2 separate regions of the Hordeum vulgare genome follow, and region 1 is linked to region 2. A link is a contact called in public Hi-C data. All regions are on one chromosome and are shown on one strand. The core of a region is the stretch at or near the end of the contact, and the rest is flanking DNA. Distances in the headings are between cores, read along the strand shown. Region 1 holds the start of LOC123402827. Region 2 holds the start of LOC123402780 (DNA repair protein RAD5A).

What was found. A called contact is a pair of places that touch in the nucleus more often than the background predicts.
Region 1: a Hi-C map of seedling shows a contact between it and region 2, with 9 times the contacts expected there. The contact joins the promoter of LOC123402827 here to the promoter of LOC123402780 in region 2. A contact is called at or near these places in 3 of 6 Hi-C or Micro-C datasets (leaf and seedling).

The regions. Positions count from the first base shown.
Region 1 is chr6H:63,331,837-63,336,650 of MorexV3_pseudomolecules_assembly, reverse strand. LOC123402827 reads right to left here and starts at 2,414. Exons shown (of 6, transcript XM_045096785.1): 1 at 2,272-2,414; 2 at 1,056-1,827; 3 at 871-929; 4 at 630-758; 5 at 207-342. The coding sequence starts at 1,760.
Region 2 is chr6H:62,689,711-62,694,552 of MorexV3_pseudomolecules_assembly, reverse strand. LOC123402780 (DNA repair protein RAD5A) reads right to left here and starts at 2,707. Exons shown (of 20, transcript XM_045096741.1): 1 at 1,987-2,707; 2 at 1,747-1,880; 3 at 1,519-1,654; 4 at 1,025-1,078; 5 at 805-951; 6 at 569-720; 7 at 392-476; 8 at 15-284. The coding sequence starts at 2,526.

The DNA of each region.
Region 1 (4,814 bases), core at 1,165-3,664, 640 kb before region 2:
ATTATTTTGGGACGGATAGAGTACTAATTAGCTGCAAGGAGTGAATGCAATGCGCCTTAAACCTTGTCTATTATGGAAATGCACGCAAGTTTAACTATGCTTTCTAAACCGTGACGAAGGTAGTACTATTTTCTGGGAAGTACACTATCTGAATTGATACTTTTATGGGCAGTAACTCAATGAGAGGAGGACAGGCGTAGGCTTACATCCACTGCTCTTTGGGCTTCCCTCTCTATCCAGATAATGGCATGGTCAGAAATTGCGTTGCAAGAAAGAACAATGTGCTCGAATCTGCCATCCACTGGAACTGCTGTTCTAACGGCAGGGGGATATCTTCCACATCTGCAGCAGTTATTTCAACAAACTATAAGTCTCAACCAATGTTATAAATCCAAGCAAGAAAAACAAAAACTAAAATCACCCGGGACCTCTATAGCATTTCTCTGTTTCACATACTCCGTCCGTCCCGTAATGTAAGATGTTTTTTTGACTCTACAGTAGTGTAAAAAAACGTCTTACATTATTGGGACAGAGGGAGTACTTGTTAGTTGTACCAGCTAATGAACTGAACAGTACCTTCTATTTGTAGAAAACTTCACTAAAAACATTTCAGGTAAAAACATGCATACCTGAAAGGTTTCCTTTCAACGATGTGGTAAAGCCGGCCTGGTGCGTACAGACGCCTTGGATCCCTCAACATGACACTTTCAGGTATACATGTAGCTATGAGGCAATTCCCGCACAGAAGGCATGGCAAGCTGTACAAATTAAGGGGACTGCATCAGGCACCCTGAAAAGATACAGACTAGAGACAGAGTAACAGGATCCCCCTGCAAGTATGAGTTACCCCGTTGATCATGGTTTCTTTACCAGAAAAGTGACTTGATAATGTCTTCCAACGGAATGTCGGTGCGAGGAAGAAAATCATCCTGTGATTTACCAAAACAAGAATCAGACAATATAAGCAGAATTCAGTTGGGCTGTTTATCTTGACAAATGATAAAAGAAAAATGCTGCTGATGATGGGGGTGTACATTATGGACAAAGCTTAGCACCTGAAGAATGACCGCGTTAATGACGTCGGCATAACGGACTGCCAGATTGAGCGACGTGCACCTGGGGGGCGCCATGGCGAAGCACCGTATCCTCCTCCTCTCCACGCCACCCAGCCGCTCCCTGTCGCGCACCGCCAGCAGAGCCAGCATGGCCGCGACGCCGGAGCCGAGGGAATGCCCGGCGAACGTGAGCGTGTAGCCGGGGTTCCTGGCCAGGAGGTCCCTGAGCACGTCGCACTCGGCGTCGAACACCCACTCGGCGGCCTTGAGCAGGCCGTTGTGCACGTAGCCGCCGTCGAAGCCCGCCTGCCCGATCCTGTTGTCCAGCAGCACGGCGTAGTCGCTCTCCTTGGCCATGTCCATGCCGCGCACGGCGAGCACCACGTCCGCGTGCCGGTGGTCGAGGTACAGCAGGTACGTCGGGGCGCGCCCCTGCGTGTGCTCGGGCGTCCGCCGGCGCAGCACCCACCGGGGATCGATGCCGTAGCCCCCCGGCGGCGCCCACTGCGGGGTCTCGAGGTCGTCCTCGTAGACGGCGAGGATGAACCGGCATAGCCGCGGCACCGGCTCGAACTCCCCGGACGAGGCCAGGCCCCAGGTCTCGCTGTCGTAGCCGGTGGTGTGGAGGCAGCGCTGCCACACCCACCGCGTGCATGCCAGGCAGTACACGCACTCCACCACCGGCAGGCAGCACGCGATGGACATCGTCGTCACATCCACGTCGGTGGGAGTTCACTGTTCAGTGGTCTGACGACGCCGACAGATGGAAGGGCTGCAAAAGAAAGAAAAATATACCATATTGTTGGGTTATCCAGAGAAACATTCAGAAAGGATATGCTCGCTACTGGGGCAATGAAGTTACTGGGGAAACGGTAAACTGAGGATGGATTTCGAATGCAAACAGACGGGGATTGTGAATCCTATGTGTGTGTGATGGGAAAATCGCAGGAAATCCTGAGGGGATATCGAATTCCAGCCGTGAGATTCATCGATTAAGCTAGGGATTTGCTCAGCCGAGACAACTAATTGCCAAAGGGGACCTCTATCCATCAAATTGCAGCATTCTATTCCATCCCCTGTTGCGGCCGCGACTGTAAATAGATACTGAAATTACCGAACTAAACTTCTCTTGCTGGACTTGCGGAGCTTGGAGCACATCCGAGACCAGCAAGAAGGAAAGGGGGGATGCTGATACTGATAGTGGAGGACATGTTACCTTGAAGCGGGAGGAGAGGCATCGGAGACGACGAGTAGGTAGCGTCCGTCCACTCGGTCACTCTCGGGCACACACGAACACTAGCGAAGCGGCGAAACCAGAGGCAGCTACCTTTCTTTGGGTCTTGGAAGGCAACCTGCAACTACAAGTCAAAGAGGGGAAATCACCGCAGCAGGGGACGTGTGGCTATTTTATTTTTTCGCTCCCTCACGCCAATCACTCCACATGATGCAATCCGTGTCACATACAGTAGGAAATTTACTCCGTTGTCTCCGCAGTTTTTTTTCCTTTATCATTTCATTAATGCAAGGAATTATAACGGATACAGATAAAAATAGGCACCCTTCTGTGCCGGCGCACCCGCGCGAGCGCCTCCGCCGGTCAACGAGTGACCCTACGATGCAACAGCTGCTAGCCATCAGATCTGTTTGTCTCTTCGCCAATCTCTTGCATCGTCTTCCTGTGTAAAATTGCAGCGTCACGAGCGCTATTGACCCCGGCAGTAATTTCCCGTGAGGCGACTGAGCTCGAAGCAGCACAACACACCCCGTGCTCGCCGGAGCCGCTCATCGGCGCGCTCGCCAGCACGCTCGTCGAAGCCACTCGTCAGAGCTGCTCATCGGCGCGCTCGTCGCCTCTCGTCACAGCACCCTCATCCCTCCCTTCGTCGCTCGCCGCTCGTCGTCGTCGACGTCGCCGGTTTGAAGCTTTTTTCACTTTCCTTGAAAAAAATCCGCGTCACTTGAAGCTTTTTCCACAACGGTTGAAGCTTTTTCCATGTCGTTTGAAGCTTTTTGCTAGTTGTAGCAAAAATGACAGGCTTTCCTCGTTGGTCTGTGGTTGAAGCTTTTCAAACATATGGTTGAAACTTTTGAGTCAAGGATTGCAGCTTTTTGTGTTTTGCTGGTTGAAGCTTTTTATATCGTCGGTTGCAACAAATCAAATGAAGAACGTAGCAAATTTGTATAATGGTTGTAGCATTTTTCCATCATGGTTGCAGCTCGCCATGCCGACGCTTGTAGCAAAGAGCATAACGGTTTTGCAACAAAATAGAATTACGGATGTAGCAAATTTGTATAATGGTTGTACCATTTTTTTCATCATGGTTGCATCTCGCCATGCCAACGCTTGTAACAAAATTTTCGTCAACGCTTGAAGCTTTTCTTCATGCCGGTTGAAGCTTTTTCAATGCCGTTTGAAGCTTTTTGCACACCGCTTATAGCTTTTTTTAATAGATGCATACACACAGATCCGTCCATGGCAGGAGGCAGCCATGGCATCTCCCGTGGCTCGGCCCGAGCACCGGCGATGGTGGTTTTGCAGCAGTGCCAGCAAAGGGTACGAGGGCGTGCGGCGGCGCATGCGAGTGGGGGGGGCGACGGCGGCCTGCGCAAAGGGGACGCCAGCGAAGGTACGAGGGCGTGCGGCGGCGCCTGCGCGGGGGGAGGGGGCGACGGCGGCATGCGCAGAGGGGACGCACGCGATGGCGGCGCCTGCGCGGGGGGAGGGGGCGACGGCGGCATGCGCAGAGGGGACGCACGCGATGGCGGCGCCTGTGCGGGGGGAGGGGGCGACGACGGCCTGGGCAGAGGGGACGCACGCGACGGAGGCGCCAGCGGGGGGGGGGGGAGGGGGCGACGGCGGCCTGCGCAGAGGGGACGCGCGATCCGCCCAGATCGGACGAACACGGTGCGTCTGGCCGAAACGGTTCGACCGGCGCGCCGTGTATAAACGTTTCCCAATAGAAATACAACAGATGACACAAACGCAAGAAATGCATGGAGCAAAGAGACAAGAAATGATGGACCTGGACAAAGGATACAATGCAACAATCCACCAAGCTCGGAGCTAGAGAGGTAAGTCGAACCAACACAACATCCAACATCGCCAAAAGCCAACATCGGGGAGGCCGCGTGCGAGTAAGATGATACGTTCATGAAGAAGAACGATGTTGTGGCGCCGTCGCCATCCTGTCCAAGGAACCAAAGTTTTCCCTCAGTTCGAAGAGGGACAGAAAAAGGCCATGGGAGCGCCTTGAGGTAAGCCATCATCCGCGAGTGTCGACATTGGCAACCCGAGCAAAGGTGTTGTCTTGGCTTGAGTCTGAGCAAACTTATAGCCGCCGGATCAGGGTCCGGAGATGAGGTAGTTAGGCCGTTGGTCGACACCGCCTCCTTAGTAAGGGAGGTGGGGTTGCACTTGCCGTCGGAGAGTGGCACCCGACACTGCTGGACAAACAAGCTTAGAAGTGGCGGAGGTAGACACAAACTACTGGGAGGCCAAGCGTAAACGATGCAAATCTGGGAGGCCAAAAGCTAATTTCCCCCTCATCTAGGTCCTCAAAAAAAAATCTTCAAACTTTTTTCCAAGGCTGGGGGGGGGGGCAGCGACCCCGTGGCCTCAACATAGCTCCGCCGGTGGAGCTTAGGATTAGGCACAAGGGCGAGGCATGGAGGTAGACACCGTTTGAAAGACGATGAGGCGGAGAGAGCCGATGCAAGGGAAGAGACATCGTCGACGAATTTAACGAGCTAGGAAATGGA
Region 2 (4,842 bases), core at 1,458-3,957:
TGTTACAACTGTACCTTCCACTGACTCAGTAGTGTCATCGGGCAGATAACTAGATTTCCACCTCCAATCAGTGGGGCCTTAGGTTTCCTGAGCTTGCTAAAAGAAAAAGGGCTAGCTAGACTCTTCACGGAATCAACGGACTGAATAGGAGTTTCACCCAGCCCACTAGCTTCTCCAGAGATCTGACTACTATGCTGAGTTGTGACGCATCCTTTGCTAGAATCAGAAAGAAGAAGACTTATCGTCATGATAGTCTTTCCTAGTCCCATTGCATCTGCCAGTATCTGCAATATACTAAATCAGTTAATAAAAGTATCACATAAAAGCACAATTAGGATTTTCAACAGGCATGGCAAGGATACATCAGTAAAGTATTTTATATAACCCTTACCCCTCCTCTAGCAAGCTGTAATGTACTAGGAAATTCAGTAGTGGCATCCCCTGAAAATACATTCAAGTACAAAACAAATTCCCTCCTGAAATAAATGAGTAGGATTATAAATATCGATTAAATTTGGAACAATCATACTAAAACAAAATAGCAGATGCAAATATAAGCCAGACATACTTGTCATCAAGCTTATATGCCTCCCAACAAGGGTGAAGGGTTGTAGCTGCATCCTGGGAGCAACTGCCTTTCTCAAGCTGCAGCATCCAATGAAGGGCCTGCTTCTGATAAGGGCGCAGATCGCACTGCAGAGCCTCAGGTGGATCCCTCTCCTTTAAGGGATAAAAGGGCGCATTACTGAAGTCAGGACAGCCAACTTATGTCTGAAAATGACAAAACTAAGATTGTTAACTTACCTCCAATGCAGAACTGTCTGAGATTCCAATTATAACATCCAAATCTGAATCTGAAACAGTTCCCTCAGCATGGTCATCTTCATTTCCGCTAGAAGATAATTTCATTTTCTCAGATGTCAACTTTGTGGCTGGCTCCCCGTTACTGCTCTGTTCAGGCAGATGTGAGCCCAATAGTTCTTATGACAATAGTAGTGTAAAGCATGAGCCAATAATAGTTTACCTTTCTTTCAATTGGTCGCTTTCTGGAATAGAGATCCTCGGGAGTAAATGCTGCCTGTTATTTATTTGAATAAAATTAAATGAAAAGAGAACTAGAGCAAGTGATTCTGGCGCAGAACGCATAAGCAAGACAATTGCCCAATTTTATACAGAACTCCTTGTGCCTTGGCAATTGATGCCTTTATTTGCATTCCATATCTCTCCAATTATGTAATATACATGGTTATGAAGTAAAATACACCTCTTTCATACTTCTCAGTTCTACTTTATAGTTCATCATCCATCGACGATATTTTCTATCAAAGCAAGAGATCGTAGGTACTAATGATGACATTTTACAATCCTTTTTTTGCTAGAATGAACAAGAGATCATACCATCTTGCAAGCAATCATACCAGCGAGCAAAGCATTTAATGTAATCATGACCTTGTGAATAATGTTTTCATCTTTTATCAGTACATCCTTTAGGGACGCAACAAACTGAAGACCGCTCACCTTCATAAAAGGGGTAATCCCGATGACTTTGAAAAGTGCGGGGAGTGGATGGAATGTGGAGTCCTCCGTAGCAGCACGTGTTGCCTTGGGCGGTGACTGCTTTTGGTCACGGAACATGGAGCTGTTGATATATATGCTGCAAAATGCACAACCACACTGAACTTAATATACATGAGACAGCACAAATGGGTACGGTGGATAGTTCCTTATCGGTAAAAATTCAGATACCTAGCAGACAAGAGGACAGTGTCCATGATGCTAAGAACCTCAGGAGCGGATTTGCACAGGGCCTCGACTTTGACCTTCCCCTCCTTGAGAAGGGGTAGCAGACACCGCGCCCACTCGTTGGGGATACGACCGACCTAGAAACAAGAAGTCATTATACACCACTAATATACATGATGCGATGCGGTGCAGCATCAGAGAATGGGGAAATAAGCGGTGATGACCGAGTAATCAGTAATGTACCTCCCCGTGTTGCGGGGTTGAGAAGCGCATAATCTCCGAGGTGCAGGAAGCGAGGGCAAAGCGACCAGGGCGGCCCTTGCCCGATGCGGCGGCTGCGGTCGCGGAGCTGGGGAACGAGAAGGTGACCGGTTCCCCGGCGGCGATGCGCCTGCCCTTGCAGGTGGACAGGCCGGCCATCTCGGCGCTCCCCACCAGCCACCAGTGCTCGCCGCCGCCGGCGGGCGCGGGGTTGGACTTGGGCCTAGGTTTCCCTGCCGCCGCCGCCGCCGCGGGCTTCGGCTGCGCGGGGGTTTTGGGCGGCGGGATCGATTTGCTGGGGGGTTTGGTGGGTTGGACGGGCGGAGGCTGGGGTGGGGGCGACGGGGACGGCGACGGCGGCGGCGGCAGGCTGTGGTGGAGGTCGAGGAGGATGTTGATGGTCTTGGTGGGGTCGTCGCCGGCCATGTGGAGCGCGCGGATGATGTCCATCTCCGGCGTCTCCTCGCCGAGCACCGCGCGCACCGCCGCCACCTGCTCCGCCCTCTCGCTCTTCTTCGCCATCAGCCTCGCACCTCCGATTTGCTCGCGAAATTTTCCCGCGAAACAGGCCCGCTTGGCGCCGCCTATACAGCTTCAGCGGGAAGGGGAGACAAATTGCCGCCTTGACCCACCCTTTTCCCCTTTACGCTCACTGCTGTGCTGAGCGGCCTTGGCTGGCTCTGCGCTTCTCGAGGCCGCTACTCTGCGCCGGTCGACCGGCCTAGTGCAGGCCGGATCGGCCACTCCCGGAACCGTCTGATTGGTGCAATAAGAGCAACTCCAACCCACGGACCCACGGACCCAAATAGACGACGACTTTATCAATTTTTTATTCGTTTGGGTCTGCCCGACGGACATCAATGTCTGCTTTGGCGTTTGGATCGGTCTGACGAATACCAACATCTGCTTCGGCGTTTGGGTCGACGCATGCGCCCAACGCTGGCGTGACGCATTTTTGTCAACGCGTGGAAAAAAATAAAGCATTTCTAAAAATAATAAACAAATAACAATTAAACATTAAAAGCCGGCCACGAAGCCAACGAGAGTCCATGTGTCTCTATTACATTAATTAAACATAAAAAACTAAACTATGAGGCAGCCCTAGGCGTCGTCGTCATTGTCGGGGCCGGTGAGGTCAGCGTAGGCGCAGGGCCGGCCAACGGGAACGCCTTGTTCCAGAGCGCAACTGTCTGCGCCTCCCGCTGAGGATACACAAAACGGGTAGGCCCATGAAAGGTCGAAATACCATAATTGTATGGGGTCCACACATGAGGTGGGACCAGACAAATACATACATAGTATCCACTCGGACGACGGTAAACCACTTGGCCATATGTCTCACTCGGATATGCGAAGACCAACAAGGCAGTCGAAGCATCATACTCATAGTGGAGGTTTCGTAGTGGTTTGTCATCATGGCACTAATGTTCCATCTTGTAACAAAGGAAATGAGAGAGTGACGCACTCTATATAAGCCACCCCACCACATAGCTCAAGGGCTAGCTTCTTCTCCCGTTGCGGGCTCATTCTTCCCCTGGAGCTCTGGCTCTCTCTAGTCTCAGGACTTAGCTAGGAGATCTGTTCTTCCCTCTCTCAAATATACCATGTAACTCATGTCCATGATAGATAAAACGAAGCCTCTCCGGAGCACGAGACGTAGGGACATTATCTCCACCGTGAGAGGCCCGAACTCGCTAAAATCACCGTGTCACCATTTGCATCTCGATAGATCATGCTCCTTTATCCTACCCCTTTCTATTGTCGGAATCGATACCACGATACCTCTGTCGTCTGTCCCGTCGGCGCGGGCAATGCTGGTGGCGGTGGCAACACAGCACGGGCGCGCTCCTCCTCTTCCATCTCCCATCGTTCCTCCTCCGCCTCCTTCTCCAGCGCCATCTGTCGAAGGCCTTCGGTGCGCTCCGCCGACAGGCGCTGCAACTTCCAGTGCAGGAGGTAGGCTTCCTCCTGTTGCGGTGTCGCGCCCAGCCAGATGGGCGGCGCGCTGACCCACTCGCGGAGGCAGCTGATCCACTGGTAGACCTCCCGCTGCGGCTCTGTAGGCTCGGTCTTCGACGGAGGTGGCACGACGTAGTCGCCGGCGGCAGACAACGCGATGGTCTCCATGAGCAGCGCCTCGTACGCCTCCTCCTCCTCGGCCTTGCGCCGCTCTTACTCCTCACTCTCACCGAGAATGGCTGTCAGCGCCGCCTGGTAGGAGGCCTCCGCCTCCTGGTCCTCGTTAACGACGGGCGGGGGCGGCGGAGGGCCTCTTGGCTGCACGTCACGCATGTCGCGTCGGCGCTCCTCCTCGTGCTCGACCGCGAACCAGAGCTCCCAGTGGGAAGAGTCGCCTACGTAGATTGGGTTGAGTCGTTGCTCCGGCGTCAGCAGACGCCGGCGGCGACTCACTTACACGTTCATTTTGCATCATGCTTTCATATTGTTATTTATTGCTTTTTGGGCTGTTATTTCACTTCACGGTACAATACTTATGCATTTTCTCTCTTTTTTTGCAAGGTTTACATGAAGAGGGAGAATGTCGACAGCCGGAATTCTCGCCTGAAAAAGGAGCAAGTTTGAGATGCCTATTCTGCGCAACTCCAAAAGCCATGAAAATCAACATGGATTTTTTTGGGAATATATAAAAAATATTGGGCCGAAGAAGTGCCAGAGGGGCACCAGCAGGTGGCCACAAGCCCGCTAGGCGCGGCCACCCCCCTAGCCGCGCCTAGGGGGCTTGTGGGCTCCCTACTGGCCCACTGGCTCCCCTCTTCTGCTATATGAAGGGTTTCGTTCCGAAAAAAATCAGGAGGAGGCTTTTTCGAGGATTCGCCG